Regions from separate parts of the Hordeum vulgare genome. Here regions 1 and 2 are each linked to region 3. The links are chromatin contacts, called in public Hi-C maps. All regions are on one chromosome and are shown on one strand. The core of a region is the stretch at or near the end of the contact, and the rest is flanking DNA. Distances in the headings are between cores, read along the strand shown.

Region 1 (3,450 bases), core at 533-3,032, 160 kb before region 3:
CTAGAAATGAGCTAATGTAGCTCGCTCCTTATTTCGGAAAACAAAAGCTAACGAGGCTGTGAACTGCGTTCATAAAACAACGGAAATGTTATCTGGCTGACGTTCGCTGGAAGAGCATGGCATTTCGAATGTTTTTTTCTTTACAGTTTTAGTTGTACCGAGGACAACATGGAATTTTCTGGAAGAAGGTTAACTTTGAGTCTTATTTCTAGAAAATGCCATGTTGTTGTGAAAAACCTTTCATCCCTCAATCAACTAAAATTGTCATCAAAACGTTCGCAAATGCCGCCTCCTTCTACGAATCTCAGCCAGATATGAGGTCCTAAAACAATGCATAACGCTCCCCATATGGAAGAATGTAAAAGAAAACCAAAATAAAATGGTGTTTTCGTTTGCACCGGGTTAATTGAAATGGACTCATTGTGAACATGCACATCGATTATTGGAATGTAAAGTTTGCATTCTGTGAGAGGGTTTAGTTTATCCAAATTGCAGTGAGAAGTTCTTTATCTCTATACATCTTAAAAACAGACATTACTAGTGTGGGCCGAGGGTGGAAAAGTAAGTTTTTTTTTTTTGGAAAAGTCAGTGATAGATATGTTTTTTACATTTTTGATGTCTATATTTTGCCAATCTCTTTTGTATTGTATTAATTATGCAGTATAATTCTGAACCTTCAAAGGCTAGGGTAATTACAGGTTATGTATAATTCTTCCAAAAAAAATGTTCTTGCCACTACTATAGCTCATCATTAGCATATCATCTTGGATTGTAGAGAAAAGACAACACAAACTGTTCATGCATATACATGGCCTACCTAGCTCTTACAATAAACAGTCTGAAGTGTAATCGACCACTAATTAACAATTTGCACCACACGCAGAAATATTTGAGAGAGCATGTGGCAGAATATAGGGTACAAGTGTGTTCTCTAAGCTGTATTTGTTGCCTTTTTTTAATAGAACAAAAAACACGAAGTAATCTGCATATGCGTACGGAAAAATAAATTTATCGGGGGTCAAGCATGAGAATCGAACCACTCACGATTGTGGCGGCGGACGTGACCGGGTTGCCGCCGCCGAGCCCCAGAATGGCCGTGTCCACGACATCTCGGCTCAGCGGCACCGGCACCGGCACGTCGAACGTGAGGCCGTGTCCGGGCTGGTACTCGGCGTACGCGTCGAACGACTGGCGACGCTGCAGTTGCTCGGTGACCGCCGAGCGGTGCTGCAGGCGGTCCTCGCCGCCGATGGGTGCGTGGTCGTTGAACAGCCAGGCCACGCTCTCGTGGTCTTCCTGCCCGAAGAACTGGAACTCCTGCAGCCCCACCGCCGCCGCGCCGCCGCCTCCGCTGACGACGTCGACGGCCGCCGGCTCCTCCGCCGCCTGGCCGAACATCCCGGGGAAGCCCCGGTTCAGGTCGGCCACCCCGCACCGCGCCGCTGCAACCCCTCTCCCGCGCTGCAGCAGGCAGGAGCAGTCCTCAGAGCCCCCGCCACACACGCGGCACGCGGCGCCCGACGCCGCCGACATCGTGCGCGCCCAACGCGCCTCCCCTCCACACACAAACCCGACCCCCGACGCTGGCTAGCTCTACCACTCCTCCGGTACGCGTGGCGCGGGAGGTCCTGGCACTGCGCTCCACTTGCTAATTTGCTTCCATCAGCTTGCTCCACTGCGAATGATGAGCTCGAGTTGAATCTTGCAAGGGAGAAAAAGTGTTTGTGTTTGTGCGTGTGCGTGCGTGTGTGGATGAGATGAAGCGAGTAGCTAGGGCAGGGAGGGAGGGAATAAGTATGGGTGGGTGGCGAATGGGAGAGGAGGAATAGATATGTGCGATGGGAGGGTTCCTTACGTGGCAGATCCGCAGCCACCTTTCTCCTGAGATCACTTGGCCGCTTCCCATTGGCTTGCCACCCTAGGCTGCAGATCTTGGAGGATTTTCTGCGCACAACCCGGCTATACATATGCATGTGTTGTGTTCTCTCGCGGTCTTGTTGCAAGGGAGAAGTGACAATAGAAACCACTACCTCCGATCCATAATAAGTGTCGCAGTTTTGAAATAATCCTAGTTTAAAACTATGACATTTATTTTGGATCGCAAAAAGTAAATGATGGTTGATCGCAAAAAGTAAATGATGGTTGTTTCTATAGATTCAACTGTGGACTTGTTGGGCTGAGCGACTGCCAAAGCTGTTGTGACGAGAAAGTTGATGGAGTCAAGGTTAGCTGTTTCGTAATGCAGCTGTGGAAACGGCTGTGGGCTGATGAAAAGCTTGAAATGCCCTTAGAGTGCTAAGGTCGGTTCCCGCTAGCGTCAAGGGAGTTTTGAAGATCGGATTGACTTGAGGCTGGCTCATCTGAACTCTCAAGGATGAGACTAACAATGTGACATGGAAATTTCGTGAAGGAACGAGTTCAAGGAGACCACAGCAAGGTGATGTTGGAGTTGGCAACATCCTCTTCACGTTGGCCAATTGCCTGGATGTGGTGCGTAGGCCAACAACAACAATAGGTCGTGGGATGATACCTAGGAGGTAGATGGGAGTTAGATGAGTGGATGGGCCTGAGTAATTAATAAAATTCTCATCGAGGGCGGCATAAGTTTGTAGCGATCGATTTATATTGGCTGGCGAAATCGACATTCATCTAAATGGATCTTCCGCATCGACGGAGTCCTAATGGCGCGACGGTTTTGCCTAGGATGCTATCGGTGATTGGTGAGACTATGTGACCCACACATCACACATGCATGCACACGAGCACCCAACACGCACCCATGCAAACTTCACCGGGACGCACACAAGCACAACGCCCGCACACACGCACATCAAGCACCCACGTGGAACCGGGGAGGGCATTTCCTTCGTAGTTTTCAAAAGGGTGTGGGTTAGCGATGGGATTCAGTTGTAAGCAAAGCAACTTTGCATCTGGAGTAATTCCGAGCTAGATTTGGCATCTAACACGTAAAATGGCTCAAATTCGATTTGGGTTGCGGATCCACAACTGGTCTAATTTAGTTGTTTGCTGTAGCTTCGGTTTTTTCTCATCTGAATCTAGTTGCCAAAGCTGATGGGGAAGGAAGACAAGAAGGTGTGAAAGGCTCACATCAATGAAGACAACCATAGGCGAAAGAAAGCCAAATGATAGATACGATGTAAGGAGTAGGGATTGCCATGTAATGGATGCACATATGAGCTAATCTAAGGTAAGCTCTCCAATGGAACTAGTGGGGGTGCATCCAACTTGTTTGCTCATGAAGACCTAGAGCCCATTTGAGGAGGCTCGTCATTGGAATATGCAAACCAAGTTCTATAGTGTAAAGGTGCCCACATAGTTATGCATGAATAATAATCTCCATGTAGTACCAATATAGCAATGGAGTACGAGTGTGGATCTTTCAAAAGGAATAGTAGTGTTGCCCTTCTCTCTTTTTATTTCTTTTCTCTT
Region 2 (3,188 bases), core at 302-2,801, 190 kb after region 3:
TTTGTTTTTTTGTTTCTTTTTTCTTTCCTGTTTCTGTTTCAAAGAATGTTCTTGATTTTCAAAAAATGCTCTCAATTTTAAAAAATTATTCTGTATTTTCCAAAAATGTTCTTGGTTTCAAAATTTGTTCTTAAGATTCAAATTTGTTCTCAGTTTCAAAAAAATTCTTAAGATTCAAATTTTTTCCGTGCTTTAAAAAATTGTTCATCTTCCAAATTTGTTTAGGATTTTTCAATATTGTTCTTGATTTCAAAATTTGCTCTTAAAATTCAAAAAATGTTCGTGCTTTAAAAATTTATTCGCGCTTCCAAATTTGTTTGGGGTTTTTCAAATTTGTTCTCAGTTTCAAAATTTGTTCTCAAGATTCAAAAATGTTCGTGCTTTAAAAAATTGTTTGCGCTTCCAAATTTGTTTATGGTTTTTTAAATAGTTCTCAGTTTCAAAATTTGTTTTCAAAATTCAAAAAATGTTTGTGCTTAATTTTTTTTTGCGCTTTCAAATTTGTTCGAGGTTTTTCAAAATTGTTCTCCTTTTCATAATTTTATTCTAAAGATCCAAAAAATGTTCGTGCTTTAAAAAATTGTTTGCGCTTCCAAATTTGTTCACGTTTTTTTAAAATTGTTCTTGGTTTCAAATTTTTTCTCCAAATTCAAAAAATGTTCGTTCTTTAGAAATTTGTTGTGCTTTCAATTTTTTTGGGTTTTTTCAAAATTGTTCACATTTTCATAATTTTGTTCTCAAGATTGAGAAAATGTTCGTGGTTGAAAAATTGTCCGCACTTCCAAATTTTGTCACTTTTCAAAATTTTGTTCTCAAGATTCAAAAAATGTCCGTGCTTTAAAAATGTGTTCTCGGTTTCAAAAATTGTTCTCAAAATCCAAAAAATGATTGTGCTTTAAAATTTGTTCGTCCTTTCAAATTTTGTCGTGGTTTTTTAAAATTGTTCTCCTTTTCAAAATTTGATCTCAAGATTTTTTTTCATGATTTAAAAAATTGTTCTTTAAATTCGAAAAATGTATTTGCTTCAATTAAAAAAGAAAAGGAAAAAGGAAATAAAAAACGAACCAAAAAAAGAAAAAACAGAGAAGAAAAAAGGTAACAGGAAAAAAAGAAACAAAACTGGGCCGGCCAAAAAAATATTAAGCCGAGCTTGGCCAGGAGCCCAGCCGAATTTGTCCACAGCGTCCTTTTCAAGCCAACACACAGCTTGCCGTTGCCGTCCCACAAACCCAACACCGAGCCACATCATCAATGCATTTCTCGACCCAGGACCTTGACACGCAACCATACCCACCAACAGGCAGACGCCGTGCTCTTTATGGACCCACCGGTCAGCGAGGTAATCTATAGTTCACCCTGACGCAAAAAAGTCGGGGCGAGGGGAGAGAGCGTGGAGGAAACGCTTTTCGCAGGGCGCCATTTGCGAAATCTTCGAAAGCTCCATTCCAGTTCCGGTCCCCGTTTCAAATCCTCTCGTCCTCCCCAACGCGCCTCGCCAAAATTCCCCACCAAAAACCCTACCGCGCGCCCTCCCTCCGCGCGGCGGTGATATGCCGCCGGCGACCGGCTCCGCGGCCGGGCTCGCGGCGGCCGTCCTCGCCGCGTCCACGCCGCGGGCCGCGGCGGCGGCCGTCTCGTCCGTCGCGGACTTCCTCCGCCGCCACCGCTCCGGCGCCAACCAGCCGCGCGCCTTCTTCGCCGACGCGCTCCCGGCGCTCCTCTTCCGCCTGTTCGTCTCCAGCTCCCCCGCCTCGCCGTGCTTCCTCGACCTCGCCGCTGGCGACGCCGCCCTCGCCAACCTCATCGCGTCGCTCCTCTCCCCCTCCGGGCCGCTCCTCGTCGCCATCTCCGCCGCGGATCGCCACTCCCTCGCTCGCTTCACGTTCCCTCGCGAGCGGCTCCCCGATTGGCTCGGTTTCGCGCTGTCGTCCACCGCGGCCTCCTCCGATAAGGTGATCTCGCCGCTCCTCGCGGGCCGCGTCGGCTCCAAGCTTCATCTCTCGGTGTTCGAGTACTACCTTTTCTGGTTCGCGTACTACCCCATCTCCGCCGCCACGGCCAAGGCAGCCGCCCGCGCCTCGAAAGGATCGACCTCCACTTCGAAACCCTCGCTTAAGCCACGCGTTCTCCTCGAGAGTTGGGTGTCCACCCTCACATCCACGACCGGCCGCAATCCCGATCGGAAGCCCGATAGATCGCTATACCTGAAGCTTCTGTACGCCTACCTTAAGGAGTTCGTGCCCAGGGACTGCGCCCCGCCACGTGCTGGTTTCGGTACATTGCTGCATCGGGATGCCAGAGATGGTGTAGACGCTGCTGGATCCTTCAGACGAGCCGAGTTCTTCGTGCACACACTCGTACAGTTCTGGCTTGTTGGGGACGATTTCTCGCCGCTGCCTGTTCGGACTTGCCGTTCCTATGGGTTGCCTTTACTGTCACTTCTGTCTCGCGCAAATCCTACACTGTCTGAGAGACTGCCAGCTCCAGGACTTGGAGATGCAGTGAAGCTGTTGGTGATGTATTTGACCAGGAGCAGTGTCTGCAAACTCGCTGACACATGCAATGTGTTTGATGGAATGCTCTCAAGGAAGGAGTCGTGTGACAGTCCCGCTAGCTACTGGAATCCATTGATGCAGAGACCATTGTATCGGTTTGTGCTAAGGACGTTCATGTTCTGCTCCAGGGATGCAGATATCAAGAACATTGCTCAGGTCTTTTCTGCTTGGGTGGTCTATATGGAACCATGGAAGGTTCAGCAAGGTGGTCTGAATGAGTACGATCTGCCACCTCCTGGCGGACGAAATGTGAATTGCGTTACTGATGGAAAGATGCAAAGGTGTGATGTAGGGTACTCTCCAGCATGGCAGGGGTTCGTGCTGTCCAACTATTTGTTCTATAGTTCACTGGTAGTCCATTTCTTGGGGTTTGCTCATAAGTTTATTCATTCTGATGTCGTTTCAGTGCTGCAAATGGTATCAAAGGTTAGTACACACTTATTGGGTCATATTTCCAGAAGTATGCCCACCTTCTGCACAATGGAATCATATCAGTGTAATCTTGCATTTGTTAGACATCATGCATATGCGACTATTATCCGGACAGTTCTGAATTTTGCTTAATGTGTTAATCCAAAGTTTATTCAAATCATGACAGCAAATTCAACAAAAGTAAGCCTTTCAGTACTTGAT
Region 3 (3,314 bases), core at 695-3,194:
GTGCACCAATACTTTACCTCATCATAGCCTGTAAGCCAGACACGTGGAGTTTGATAGTACTTGTCATATCTGCAGTACAAGAACTACTTATATACTTTTCCAATAAGAGTGTGAAACACACCAATGATATGACAAAGCAAACAGAACTAAGTGGGCGATCTAGTTAAGCAAATTAACTATGGTAATCCTTCAACACAACAGCAAGTTAATTCTCAAAATGTTGGAAAATATATGGCAAATCGAATGTGTATCAGCCTATCAGGTGAACCATAACTCACTGTGCTCCAAGCACAGGCCGGCTTTAGAAGAACACATAAATTTCCACGTTTGTATAGTTGTATCTACGAATAGTACAGAACTACACACCAATCAAACAACTAAGCACTAGCACTAACCAATTTATACAAAAAAGTAAATCAAAATACACAGATAAGCTTTATACGAATAGTACAGAACTACACACCAATCAAACAACTAAGCACTAGCACTAACCAATTTATACAAAAAAGTTAAATCAAAATACACAGATAAGATAAAGCTTACGTGATGCTGACATCATATGTTCTAGTAAGAAGAATGTTGTCATCATCAGGCTCTTCTGCGACAAAATATGAAGGCTGAGGGGTAGCCTGAAATGAGATGACAAAGGCAAAACGGAAATCGTTAACAGTTCCGAATTTTGTCAGCCTTGCTTAGCATATCAATGATAGGTTCATGGCCTCACTGTTGAATGATCTCCTGTGTCTTCATAGGTGTCCATGTCAGGTATATCCTCCTCCTCATCTGGCTTTTCACTAGCACCAAAGTACGAGGGGATAGATTTGATCTCTTCGACTTTCCCTATGTCCAATGTATCCATAGACGGAATGTCTTCCTCCTCTTTCGACTCTGATGCTAAACATTACCGGCGGAGGAAACAAAAGGGAGTTCAGCCCATACAATCAACAGCATAAAACAAAGCAGCATTGACACTGAGAGATCAACCTTGCACCCCATGTGTTGCGAGCCAGCCTTCGCCGTCGTCGTCATCATCAAGGACAACCTCAGCCGCCGCTGCATCATACTCTTCCTCGACCGACATGGCTCGTCTTAGGCAAGGCACTGCAAACAAAACCATAATTATGAGTCCACTTGTAAGAACAAATAATGAGCAACCAACCCGGATTTTCTGAAGCCATGACCGTTCTACTAACTATGTCCCTATTTATCTTTTTCATCAGCCAACAATGTTCGACTAGCAGTACAGAAATATGACTAAACATGCCTGCTACACTTGTAACTACCCATCGGCACACGGGGATAACAACCAATTCTATCCCCCAACGCAGCATCCACCAAATCGAATGAAATACTAGACAGGAAGCATGGATCACATCTTGACGCAATTCAATTCGACAGCAGCATACATACCGTTCCTGGTGACGAGGAACTGCTTATCGGAGGGGAGATACGGCTTCCTCTTGCTCGGATCGCCCTTCTCCCTGCACAACACAGGCACCCACCAAACTATCAGATCAATCAGACGCCCGACCCCCCGCCCGGAAACCCCCCAAAATCCCTGAACCGCGGAGGCGAGGGGGCGCACCAGGACCAGGTGGGGCACTTGGACACGAGGTTGTCGCCGGCGAGGATGAACTCGGGGACGGAGAGGACGCCCTTCTCGAGGAACGCCGAGACGGTGCGCGGGCCCGTGACCCGCTCCACCGTCCCCTTGTAGAGCTCGTAGACCTTCTGCTTCACCTGCATCGTCGCCGCCTCGCCTCGCCTCCCCTCTCCTGTTTGCTTCCTGTCGACGGAGACGAAGGGGGAAGCGTGGGAGAGAGGGGCAGGAGGAGGAGGAGGAGTTCCGTTTGCCTCGAGCAGAAGGCACCGGCGAGAAGGTGGAGCAGGCCAGAGCCGTCTCTGCTGTTTTCTAGTAGTACGCTACCGGAGTTTTTTCTGGAGGGGGAGTACGCTATCGGAGTTGGAATACGCACGATCGGTGGGAGGTATTTTTTCTAGGGTGATCTGTGGGAGTTGGGAGTCGGGGTGTTGGACTCAGGACGGTTGAGCCCGGCCCGAAGCCCGGACGTAAGCTAAAATATAAGCCCTAGCCCGGATAAAAAAAACCCGCCTCGGCGTAAAAAAAACCTGAATCATGAGGCCGGGCTTATTGCAAAATTACAATCTCTCCCTAATTAAAGCACGGAGTGCTTCTGTCGTCCGTCGTGGTTGTTTTGCAGAAAACCCCTCGACGTTTTCTGAAATCAACCCGCGGTCCGGATTTAAGTCAGAAGACGAAGCGTTTTTTCCATTTTTCAGAAAATCTCCTCATGTTTCAGGTAATCACCCCGCAGTCCGGATTTAAGTCAGAAAACGAATCTTTTTTGCATTGTTTAGAAAACCTCTTGATGTTTCAGGTAATCAACCCGCCCTCCGTATTTTAACAAAAAAAAACCTAACTTTTCAGTTAATCAATCCAAATTTTATCTAAAACAAAATTAATCTCCGATTTTAACATGCTATATATAAAATTTGATTAAAAAATATGTAGAATCTAAATAGGATGTTATTTTTAGCTGTTGAATACTTCTTAAATACTATTTTTGGTGCAAACTTAATCTGTATTGTACGGTCCTTTTTTTTCTCTCTTTCCGACGACGATACGAATTGCAATAAATATCCATTAAATTAAAACCAAATTGAGAGGAAAGAAAACATCGTGAACCACACTTGCACAGCTTTGAAAAATCTCGTGGGGAGAAACAACATATTTCTCATCTTATTCCGAGAGATTGTACATTCAAACGCGTTTTCGTTGTGTGAGCACTAAAATCATCGTCGGCAACACAAATGTGATGTCATGTGAAAATATATTGCGTTCAGAGCGTGTGTTATTTTCTTTTTCGTTGCAACGCACGGACTCTTTTGCTATGAATAACAACAGCTTACAACAACATGTCTTCCCTTAGATAATAGCATCAGAGAAACTCCAACGGGTCGACCCAAACGGACGGTGATTTTGTCCGACTTTTGTCCGTTTGGACCGGTTAGGCGGACACGAATGTCCGCTTCCACAAATGGATCGGCCCGTGCGCCCAACGCTGGCCGGACCCATTTTTGCCGGCGTGCGAAAAAATACATAATGCATAATTAAACATTAAAAGCCGGCCACTAAGGCCGGCGATAGTCCACGCGTCCGCATTACATTAAATAAACATAAAAAAACTAAAACTACGTCCACGCAGCCCTAGGCGTCCTCGTCGTCGTCGGGGCCAGTGAGATCGACCAGCGTAGGCACAGGGCCGGTCCAGGGCAACGTCGAGTTTCAGAGC

What was found. Hi-C and Micro-C count contacts between places; a contact is called where the count stands out from the background.
Region 1: a contact with region 3 is called in a Hi-C map of leaf, with 7 times the contacts expected there. The contact joins the promoter of LOC123411764 here to the promoter of LOC123439560 in region 3. A contact is called at or near these places in 3 of 6 Hi-C or Micro-C datasets (leaf and seedling).
Region 2: a contact with region 3 is called in a Hi-C map of leaf, with 5 times the contacts expected there. The contact joins the promoter of LOC123439525 here to the promoter of LOC123439560 in region 3. A contact is called at or near these places in 2 of 6 Hi-C or Micro-C datasets (leaf and seedling) and 1 of 1 datasets of contacts at active chromatin or transcription factors (embryo).

Annotation. Positions count from the first base shown.
Region 1 is chr1H:387,702,949-387,706,398 of MorexV3_pseudomolecules_assembly, reverse strand. It overlaps LOC123411764, which reads right to left and starts at 1,782. Exons shown (of 2, transcript XM_045104739.1): 1 at 1,045-1,782. The coding sequence starts at 1,533.
Region 2 is chr1H:387,347,082-387,350,269 of MorexV3_pseudomolecules_assembly, reverse strand. LOC123439525 reads left to right here and starts at 1,551. Exons shown (of 6, transcript XM_045116252.1): 1 at 1,551-2,981. The coding sequence starts at 1,551.
Region 3 is chr1H:387,541,694-387,545,007 of MorexV3_pseudomolecules_assembly, reverse strand. LOC123439560 (autophagy-related protein 3) reads right to left here and starts at 1,944. Exons shown (of 10, transcript XM_045116260.1): 1 at 1,586-1,944; 2 at 1,411-1,481; 3 at 985-1,101; 4 at 725-894; 5 at 544-629; 6 at 18-69. The coding sequence starts at 1,746.